Linked DNA regions of Rattus norvegicus: region 1 is linked to region 2. A link is a contact called in public Hi-C data. All regions are on one chromosome and are shown on one strand. Each heading gives the region's core, a stretch centred on a gene start, on an enhancer-like site or on the middle of the called end of the contact. The rest is flanking DNA. Distances are from core to core; before and after follow the strand shown.

Region 1 (5,279 bases), core at 92-2,591, 34 kb before region 2:
GCCTGTCCTCAGAAGAAACTACTCTCAGCCTTACTCATGACCTCATCGGCTACAGAGGCCAGGTGAGACAGTATGTACGAGAGGAGAGGATGTGACCTTAAGGCCCCAGGCTGGTTGTGTCTGAGCCATAGCATCCATACAGACAAGATCCCATTGTTTTATTCCCTTGTCATTCCTGACTGAACAACCTGGGATACAGGCCTTTTTGTTTGAGAGGGTAAAAGTAAACATCTAGCTTTCTGCAGGAGGCTCCTAAGTGTTATACAGCTGGTTTGCCTCCTAAGGTCCCAGCAGGCACATTAACCATTGCTTGGCACATATGCACGTTGATCACTCATAGATGTTTTTAGGGTCTGGAGGGCTTGTGGGCTAGGATGTGCTGTCCTCTGCACCTTTTCCAAAGCTATACATTAGTGCTAGGCCCTCAGACAATCGTCACTCTACTGCTGTAGGCCACTTAGATTCTTTGGCATAGAGACAGTTTCCAGTGCCCTATGGCTAGTTGCCATTGGATTCAAGGGACAGACCACAGTCTCTAGGCTCCTGACAGAGTAGATGTGGTTCTCCCTTTCAGCAAGGGGCAGCTCTGTAAGGGGAGGGTTAGGCTATCTGCATCATCTGTAGCTATGGGAGCCACTGCCCTAGTTGGCTTCTCCCCCTGTGTCCCCTGTAGGATATTATCATCCTTCACCTTTGCTGGGGGGTGAGGGGGAGACGAAGGTGGTGCATGTGAACCCTACACTTTGCTGCATTTACTGACTTTGTTCCTATGCTCATGACTGCAACTCCCCCAAAGCCGTTGGTCTAAGGAGACTTGAGCTTTTGCCAGTTCTCCTCCTGGCCAGCTTTCACTGTAGCTTCTACTTTGAAGGGAAGGCATTCAGCCCTTGATGTTGTCTTGTGGTCACACATCTCTCTCAAGGAAAAGCAAAGGTGAGTCTAGCCCTAGGGTTTCCATCTGGTGGCCTGATACAGACCCAAGGTGCATCACAGCCTAAGGGCCAAAGGCACTTCATTTGTAATTTCTGAGGCTGTCACTCCCTCACTCAAGGGTGATGGAGGACTGTGGGGCCTGCTTGGCCAAGCCACAAGGCCTGGAGGCACCGGATAAGCAGTTCACTGAGTCTCAGGAAAGTGGCAGGTAATTTTGCAGTGGGACCCAGGTTATAGCCCTATTTTCTTTTCCCCTTCTTGCTTCCACAAGGCAGGATCCATCAGGTTCACACACTCTTGGGTTGTTCATACTTGGGAAGCAAATGCAACCAATCGTGTATCACAGACGCTGCGTGGAGGTGGAGGGGTTTTTAGGAACATACTAGATCCTGCTGGCTGCCACGGAGGAAGCGCGTGCATATGGAGCAGGCTTATAATAGAATCAGCAGCAACTGTAATTAAGGTTGCAAACCATACCACGCCACTAAAACACAAATTCTTTGCAGCTGTTGTACTGAGAAATTACCCCATCAGCCAGTGTTGCTCTTCAGATTCTGTAGAGGAAATGCTTTAAAAATGATCTCACGGGGTGATTTATATATAAATGGCTCTTCTGTATGAGACGATCAAGATAGAGTCTGAGCCTCTGGCAGACCACAGCTTCCTCGGTGTCCTGTTGCTATGGGTGACGAAGGGAGCACATGGAACTGAAATGTCTGAACTTTTCTGACATGCACAGGCACGCTGCTGTGTCGGATGGGGTTTTAGATCCAGGTACCTGGCACGTTATGGACGTTTTCTTGTCTTAAGATGAATTTGGAAAAGGGGCTGTCAGATGATTCGGACGTTTTCATTGACCAGCAGGTAAGCTGTCCAGCTGCTGAGTGTTGTGTAAACGGAATGCTGTAAGAAAGTCTGGCGTCCAGGTCACTACTTCATCCTCACCTGTCTGGGAGTAGGAGCTGTGGGCTTTCCAGGTCCACAGTTTACACTTTGCAGTATGCACTTTGAGGCTGCTCTCCTTGGGTCATGGGATCCATAGGGTGAGTGTGCACTGAGGGCCACGGCCCCAGTGCAGGGCTGGGCTGGTTAGCGAGGACAGAGTGAGCTCCATGGGTGAGTGTGCGATGAGACCATGGCCGCAGTGCAGGGCTGTCTGTGTGGCTTCTTGGGACACTGGGTCCCCCGACCCCTTGTGAGCCTGCACTGCTTGTACCCTGTGAGCCTGTCTGAAAGCGTGAAACATTTTCTTTTAGTACCCATAGTGATTCTAACATCTCTTAAAGATGCTAGTCTATCAGATTTGTTGAAATGCTGAGTTTCAAGTGGATAAACATTAACACTTCTCTTCTTGTTAAATTGCTAGCTTGTAGCTCACATTTCAAAATATAACAAATTGGCTCTGGAGGAACATACAGACAACAACCAGATTTTAATGTTTGGTTATTATAGGAGTGTATGAAGTTAAATATGTAATAGCGTTTTGTTTTTGAAAGTTTGAGAGAAGACAAAAATGGCATTTTTCTTTTGTGCCGGTTTCGTGTTGATAGGAAGATAAAAATAAATTTAAGCTTATATAAAAGATTGTCATTAATTCCTGGATACTGATTTCAAATTTTTCCTTTCCTGGGAATAGCTTAATCTTTCTTCCTAACACCTAAGTCACACTTCCTGGAGGAGAAGCTGCTAGAATATCAGTGCCAGGTGTGGGTGTAGACTATCAGTGCATGGGAGGCTGGCCATACCCTTCCTTTTGCAGCAGGACCAGAAGGGGCCCTATGGGTGAGGGGTGAGTCTCCAGGGTGGAGCAGCTCCCACTGGGTCGAGTATGTGCAGATGACGTGGTTATGTTAGAAGTAGTGCAGCTCCCTGCTTCTTGTCATTTTCTTTCCCACTGGTCAGATGGCTAGCTGATTCATTCTGCTGGCCAGAGGCCGAGACAGGTGCCCCTAGTCCTTTGGTATCGGATGTAAGGTGGAGCGGGTGTTCTCAAACCCCCGATCCCAAGGGAATCTCTCTCTCCTCTGAGCCTCAGATTGCCTGTCTTTGAAATGGGGCCTCATAAGAATACTGCGGTTCTGTGTATAGGGCCTGTGCTCACTGCAGCCTTCTTAAAGTACAGATGTCTGTGCTTTCTTCGCCCCGAGGCAGGAAGTGCTTCAGCTTTCCTAGGTCCTGTGCAATGTCTTTCAGGGCTCACAGCAGTTAGACCCAGAGAGACAAGAGGTTCTCAGAGGCCAAAAACCCTGACCATGGTTTCCTCAAATTATGCAGCCTGGGAGCACATATGTGATAGACTGCATGAGCACATACATGTGTGGGAGCACTGCTGTGTTAGTTCTGGGCACTGGTGTGAGTCACTTGAGGAGAGAGAAAACAGGTAACATCTCCAATCTGCTCATACCCTTCTAGCCCCTCCCTTCTCCTGGGTGGTCTGTTGGGGTGGCTTTAGTGCCTGGAAGCATTTAAGGCCCCTTGTGGAGTGAGGTGACAGTCAACATGGCCACAAGTGGCATATCATCCTTCTTTCTTCCTTAGGTCTCAGATGTCAGGACCAGCAGGGTGGGCCATGTGGTCATCGTTGTAGGAGAGAGGACTAGGTTGTATCGGGGTATGCCTAATATTTGAAAATAAAAACTGGCCCTGTTAAGAAAGTGAGTGACTTTTCTTTCAGGGTTTGTGTGGCAGGCGAACTGTTTCTTTGGGGTGGTGAGTAGGACTTTAGTGGGTGACCTGTACAGGCTCCTGCTGGGAGCTCTGTTGACTACAGCTGGGACATGAGGGGAAGTAAATGAATAGCAAGGACGACGTGAGTAGACAAGGGGACTTGGACTGTGTGCCATGAGGTGTGGCTCATCCAGTGTCCAGAGTGCCCTCTGCCTCTTGTGTCTGGAACCTTCTGCCTTGTTCTCATACTGCATGTTCTATATGAGAAGAGACTAGGATTTTGTGAGGGCTATGACTGGTACAATGAGGGCAGCCAGGCTGGTGGCAGCTGGGGGACATGAGGAAGGGGTAGTCCAGCTTCTGGTGATGTGTTTGAGGTTGCCTCTGCCTGGCTATTGCTGAACACACACACACACACACACACACACACACACACACACACACACACACCCCACACCTTGAGTTTCTCTTTTAGCCAAATTAAATTCCTTTGCTCATCTCCCATGGACTAACTACCTATTGTAGGGCTCTGAAATGATGTCATGACCAAAGCTGAGCTTGGTAGACCCACAGTGTTCTGCACATCAGGGTGAAGCTAGTCGGTCGCTTGTAGGATTGAAAAAGGTAGGAACCGGGTTGGGGATTTAGCTCAGTGGTAGAGCGCTTGCCTAGCAAACGCAAGGCCCTGGGTTCAGTCCCCAGCTCCTAAAAATAGAAAAAAGAAAAAGGTAGGAACCAAGGAGCAGCTAGTACTTAAGACATGAGCATGTCGGGTTGGGGATTTAGCTCAGTGGTAGAGCGCTTGCCTAGCAAGCACAAGGCCCTGGGTTCGATCCCCAGCTCCGAAAAAAAAAAAAGACATGAGCATGTCACCTACATGCTTAACATATGCTCCACATAAACAACTTACTTACATTAGAAATTTAAGCAGTCCAAGTCATTTAGCCACACATGGCTAAATATCCATTGACATACTTTCCTAGCAGTAGAAAGTGAAATAAAAAGTGCGAAGCTGCCTTGAAGCACAGTTGAAAGAGTGCTGCTGACATGGGTCCAGGCTGTGGCCTGGCGTGGCCCACTAACGCTTGAGTCACAAGAATATACTTCTGCAAAGGCACATCCTCTCTGGATCCTGCACGTCCAGCCCCTCCACCATGAGAGGTGATGTCCCTAACTCTGTCTTTGTCAACACAGGCTTTGTTTCAGACCTTAAAACCGAGTCACCGTCACACTGCCAACCTCCACAGCCTTCACTGCCTGCCTGGGCCACAGAACCCTGGGGATCTCAGAGCCCCATCAGACTTGATTCATTTCCCGCCCCTATATCTGCTCCCTCAGCTCAGGGAAAGTTAGCCTCTTTCCTCTGACTCAGGCGCAGACAATCTGATCCTTTCCCATGAGCAGCTGTGAACTTGACCTTCAGACTCATACCCAAGGTCACGTGTTCTCACCTCCCCTTGCTTTTACCTTACTTTGAGTGCTGAGTCCGTGCTTGCAGACTATGGGCCTTTGGCGGCTCTCTGTACAGGGAGTTCCCTGAAAGGCTCTGTGGGCTAGGTTTCTGTGTTCAGTTCTATAAGAAGGGCCTGCACCTCAGGCATAGGTGGTCAGTGTGTGAGTGTGAACATTCTCGGCATGTGTTTCTCTGCACACTGCCCGTCCTGCTTGTGTCTCACAAT
Region 2 (5,808 bases), core at 2,422-4,921:
CGCAGAGCTGAGGAACAAAGAGCCTATGCCACAGATAGCACCATGTCAACCAATAAGGGGCAATATTACTTTTCAAAAGTCACTGGGGCTGGTGAGATGGCCCAGCAAGTAAAGGCTCTTGCTGCCAAACCTGGCAACCTGAATTTGATCACTGGGACTCACATAGTGGAAGGAGAGAATCAACTTCTGTAAGTTGTACTCTGACCTCTATACATGGACTATGGCAGGTGTGTAACACACACACACACACTCACACACATACACACACATACACAACACACATATACACACATGCACACACATACATACACACACATACACATACTCACACACACTCACATATACACATACACACAATACACACACATGCACACACACATACATACACGCATGCACACACATGCACACACATACATATACACACATACACACATACACATACACACACTCACATATACACAAACACACACATATATACATACACACATACACACTCACACACATACACACACACATACACACACATACACATATACACACACTCACACACACATACACACATACACACACACATACACACACTCACACACACATACACACAAACATACACACACTCACACACACATACACATACATACACTCACACACATACACACATATACACGCACACACACACATACACACACACACTCACACACACACACTAAATAAGTAAATGAATGAATAAATAAGAATAAACAAGAGAAAGGTTTTTTAAGTGCATTGGACACACTTGATCTGCAGAACATGACAGATACTGCTTGGCCACCCAGCACATACTAGAAGGTCAATGGTCTTTCATGATTGCAGGGCTGACCCTGAGCAAGTTCAGCCTCCCTTCCAGCATCTGAGAGCAGATGGTACTGCATTGTCCCAGGCCAGAGAAAGCTTTCTATGAGCACACATCACTGTCACACATCCAGAACTATATATACTTGTACGCTTGTGTGCTTAGCAGTAGGAGTAATTGGTGTTTAAGACAGGGTCTCACTGTGGAGCTTCACTACCACCGATGTGAAGCTCACCTACTCCTGAATGCTGGACCACAGGATGCACATGGAACCCTGTTTCCATGTCTGTGTCTTAATTCTGGAAGAGCATGTGATCTGACCCATCCAGAATACACTCCCCAGCCCTGCCAGCTGCTGTGCCACTAGGTTGCAGGAATTGGCTGAAAACTAAGCAGATCCTTCCAGGCCTCACCCTTGAGACAGCTGCCTTCCAAGTCCTTAGGAAATGAAGACCTGCTAAGGGTGCAGCCACAGTCTGCCTGCCTGCCTTTCAGGCTGTGCATAACCCCTATGACTTTGCTCCCCAGAGTGGCAAAGGAGAGGGAGGCTGCTGAGTGTGACCAGAAGGATCCCTGGAGAGTTAACTAACATCAGAGCGCTCTGGGGCCCAAGGGATGGTTAGCAGGAATGACATCCTTCCAAAATGCCACTCGCTCATGGGTACAGATCTCCTGTACCACCTAGGGCCTAAGGAGTTACCATTCCTTCTGTAACTATACTGCATGGCATCTGCTCCACAGATTTTCAACCTGATGAAGTTTGACAGCTATACTCGATTTCTGAAATCCCAGCTGTACCAAGAATGCGTCCTGGCAGAGGTGGAGGGGCGTACCCTCCCGGACTCCCAGCAGGTCCCCAGCAGCCCAGCTTCCAAGCACAGCATCAGCTCTGACCACTCCAATGTATCCACACCGAAAAAGGTGCTGGGCCAGCCCTTGTGGGGGTGGGAGGAAGGCTGTGTGCACCCATTCCTTCACCAGCTGAGGTCGGGCATGTAGGATAGATACTCCCACACCCTTTCCTGGCCCCCTAACCCTGGCTACCTCAGTGGTGAAAGAGGGGACTGTGCCCTTGACCCACTGAAGGATCTACATTATTCCTCAGAATCCTTACTCATAGAGCTCTGTGTGGGGCTCCTTGAGTGTCTTAACTGGTGTTTCTTTTTGGTGACAGTTAAGTGGAAAATCAAAATCAGGACGATCCCTGAATGAAGATGTTGGGGAAGAGGATAGTGAGAAAAAGCGCAAAGGGGCCTTTTTCTCTTGGTCAAGGAGCAGGAGCACGGGGCGATCCCAGAAGAAGAAGGACCATGGTGATCATGCCCATGGTATGTGGATGCAGACCATGCTGTTGTGGGAGGGAGCTGGACTGCCATGGTGATGTGAGAGACCGTGGTAGGCAGGCAGAGATGCAGCGCAGCTATCTGGAGGGATGAGGAAATGTCACCAATCCTGGGAATGCAGCAGAGTTGGGGATGAGTCAGCCTATGAAGTAGGTCTACTCCAAAACCTTCTGGAAACTCCTTAAAGCAGGGTGTCTGGCTGACTGGGCTCCTTTTCTTCCTGCTAGGAAAGTAACAGGTGCTTCAGCAGAAAGCTTGGAAACCAGAATCAAGCCAATAGAAACAAACACAAATGTGCTATTCCTGTGGCCAGGCATGGTTTGATACCTGTGCCAATGAATGTGTATCAGCCACTGCATTGGTGGGTGGGCACTGGGGATGGGGAGTGTGTCCTGTGCAGACCTCTCATACCTGGAAGACTTGCAGAGTCATCTGTAGAGGGCTTCAGACACTCTTGTCTGATCCAGGGTCTATAGATGCTCGAGAAGCTACTTGTTCAGAGTAGGTCACCGGATCCAGGAGTCTGAGTGTCAGTCTGACTTGGGATAAAACAGTGTTTGGTCCTTACGTGATATGTAGGCCAGCCTAGATCATGGTTAGAAAACCTTAGTGAGATGGACTTTTGGCTCTCATGGGATTTGTGAGGAGGAAGAAGACGGGCAACGGATCACAGGTAAAATGAGCAGCCAGCTGGTCACAGGAAGAGTCTTCTTCAGACCCAAATCATGGCTCAAATGAAGACAAGTCCACCGGGGACACGGGCCTGGGCTGCACAGCACTGTCCCCAGCTCTCTAGTGCCTGGCAATGCCTCAAGTCCTACAGGGCCCCCACAGTGACCTCCTTGGTGGCCCCGACCTTGACCTCTGCTGTGAGGGAGTTGTTTGACTAAACCCCAGTGGAACGGGTGGTGCATGGAAGGGCCTCTCATGTTTTGCTGTCTCTCTGTCCTTCCTGTATTATGTCTTTCCATCTGAGGGGTGAGGTAGGGGTTCTACGAGTGAAGGCATGTGAGGCCGTGGCTTCTGACTCACCCCAGTCATTCCCTTCTTTCAAGATGCCCTTCATGCCAATGGAGGACTCTGCCGTCGGGAGTCCCAAGGCTCTGTCTCTTCTGCGGGGAGCCTAGACCTGGTGAGTGGCCACCTCCCTTCATTCCAGGGGTCACAGGCCACACCTACCAACTGGTAAATGAAGCCTGGCTCATTGAGAACCCAGCGTGTGTTTCATAAACAGTGCCGGGATTGGATACCATCCCTGGGTTCCCAGTCCAGGACCCTAGGGCAGTGAGGGAAACGGTTTAGTAGATGGGGAGGGTACTGCGCACATAAGGAGTATAATTAGCTTGGAGATTATTTCTTAAGTCCCTTTGTTTTGTGTGGTTCATATTTTTGAACTCCCACTAAGAGAACACAGTATGCTTTGAAGTGGGGCTTTTGTCTTCTAACGATGGCTCAGACCTCCTGTTGACTTTAACATTCCAGTGTTTGTGTCTGCTTTGGGCTCCTAGGAGCTGGCCCCTCCACTGCAGAGCTAGCCGTAGCCCTGCAGGTCTCTTCAGGGCAGCCTGCTTGCCCTGCTCCTTGCTAATCTGCTGTGAGGGGAACTGGGTAGAATTTAAGACTTGCTACACTGTCAACCATTGCCTGATAAGAATTTTAGGAAACGTTGGTTGTCAGTACTGTGACATTTGAAAGTATCCATCAACAATTAACATTAGCATAGGTGATTATTTCTCCTTTCATTACTCCAGATATCCTGTCAAGGCCACCATGGGTCAGTTGCTCATTGCTGCCCAGTACCCCAGCTTAGTGTTGGAAAACATGAAGTGTCTGTCCTTGTGTGTCTGCAGGGTGGTGCTCCTGTGCCTGGGCGGGCCTTATTTGGGCCTCCGGTGCCTCACAGCTCACAGATAACTATGGGTCTATGGCACTGGGGCCAGCAGGACCATGTTTTTGTCGCCATCCAGTGGCCAGCCTAGGTTCCTCCCCATGTGACCGGGAAGCTAGGACGAGAACTGGCTCTGCCACTTCTACAGTCACTCCATGGGAGGAGCCACAGTGATTCAGGAGGAGTCTTGGCCATTTCTGCATCCAGTCCCCACCTCCCAGCCAGGTTTCTGAAGTAAAGAGACTTTTCAGACAGCAGGAGAAGCAGTAACAGTTCTGAGATGGCTGTAAGGCAGGTCTCACAGGTCTGTGCCCTGAGGGTCAGGACGGCTTGCAGACCTTAGGCAGCTCATCGTCACAACCTCAGACTGCAGAGGTGAGGTGGACTCAGCACAGTGGTATGCTGGGTAATCTCGTCTGGCAGGACAGCAGCCATGCTTCATTTGTGAGCCATATAGTTACCACAGTTGAGAGAGGCCATTACCTTCCCTCGCCCTTGCCTCACATCCTACCACACCATCAGCTCTGGGGTCAGGGGATGCCCTGTGGTGGCTTCTGAATTTCTGTGTATGTGGAACGGCATGGGGGACAGGCAGATTATTGGGCACATGAGACTAGGCTATCTGAATCTTCCTCAGGAGACTCCCTGACCTCCAGACACTGACACATGTCTTCCTATCCTACAGTCAGAGGCCTGTAGGACCTCAGCACTCGAGAGAGATAAGGCTGCCAAACACTGCTGTGTCCACCTCCCAGACGGGACATCCTGTGTGGTTGCTGTCAAGTCCGGGTTTTCCATCAAAGAGATCCTGTCTGGATTGTGTGAACGGCATGGCATCAATGGGGCTGCTGTGGACCTCTTCCTGGTGGGCGGAGACAAGGTACTGTGTCGCAGCTCTGTCTGCTTCCCCCATCCTTGTTGGTGCTCCACCCCTGACACCACCACGACCATCTCCTGCCCCTGAAGCAGAGCAGCTGCAAGTGGAGCTCCCAGGGGTTGGGGGTGCATGGCAGCACACCCCAGTGTCTAGAGGGTGCGGGCTAATTTTGAACTGCTCTTTTGTTCTTGCAGCTGTGTGCTGTTACATGTCAAGCCCACATGCTCCCACGTTAACTCTGGTGTCTTTGTTCCTCAGCCTCTGGTGCTGCATCAGGACAGCAGCATCCTGGCCACCAGGGACCTACGGTTGGAAAAGCGTACTTTGTTTCGGTAAGAAAACAGCATACAGGTTTCTGGAGACTTCCAAAACCTCCAGTTTGAGCCTCAGGACTTCTAGTTCCTGCTAATCTCTTTTTACCCAATGAGCATGTACTTGTCCCATGTCAGGCCATAAAAAAATGTCAATGCCCCACCAGACTCTTGACAACGGGGCAGGCACCACATGTGGGCTGTGAGCCCCAACATCATGGTGGGGAAAGAGGCGGGAGTCTCTACCTAGAGGACTTCAGGCAGACGCCTGACTGCTTAGTCCTTCATCATGGCAGCCCTGGACCCAGTTGTAGATCTCAGTAGGGTATCATAGACCCTTCCACATGCGGGAGACTGCTCCTTCCAAGGTGGGGCTGCGTCACTGGGGTCCCCAAGCTGCCAAATCCTGTTCTGTTAAGGAGATTCTAGAGATGTGGTGGAGCCAGAACTGGATCTTTTGTGAATATCTCCCTGCCCTACCTCCAGGCTGGATCTCGTTCCAATTAACCGGTCAGTGGGACTCAAGGCCAAGCCCACCAAGCCAGTCACGGAAGTGTTGC

Evidence for each region. A called contact is a pair of places that touch in the nucleus more often than the background predicts.
Region 1: a contact with region 2 is called in a Hi-C map of prefrontal cortex, with 5 times the contacts expected there. The contact joins two enhancer-like sites. A contact is called at or near these places in 8 of 12 Hi-C or Micro-C datasets (the A7r5 cell line, the Rat2 cell line, Schwann cells and 5 more) and 1 of 1 datasets of contacts at active chromatin or transcription factors (oligodendrocytes).

The regions. Positions count from the first base shown.
Region 1 is chr14:79,985,188-79,990,466 of GRCr8, reverse strand. The region is part of intron 3 of Rgs12 (regulator of G-protein signaling 12); the gene reads left to right. Among named protein-coding and RNA genes, the nearest start is that of Rps17l4, 21 kb to the left of the region's middle. Within about 2 kb of position 1,341, at least 19 of the 93 cell types and tissues checked have an H3K27ac peak or open chromatin away from gene starts, as enhancers often do. A contact at or near this core is called in the A7r5 cell line and prefrontal cortex, where this site is marked.
Region 2 is chr14:79,953,209-79,959,016 of GRCr8, reverse strand. Rgs12 (regulator of G-protein signaling 12) reads left to right here. Exons shown (of 17, transcript NM_019339.2): 8 at 1,571-1,750; 9 at 2,004-2,157; 10 at 3,228-3,304; 11 at 4,746-4,940; 12 at 5,196-5,269; 13 at 5,735-5,808. Among named protein-coding and RNA genes, the nearest start is that of Hgfac, 17 kb to the right of the region's middle. Within about 2 kb of position 3,671, at least 39 of the 93 cell types and tissues checked have an H3K27ac peak or open chromatin away from gene starts, as enhancers often do. A contact at or near this core is called in the A7r5 cell line and prefrontal cortex, where this site is marked.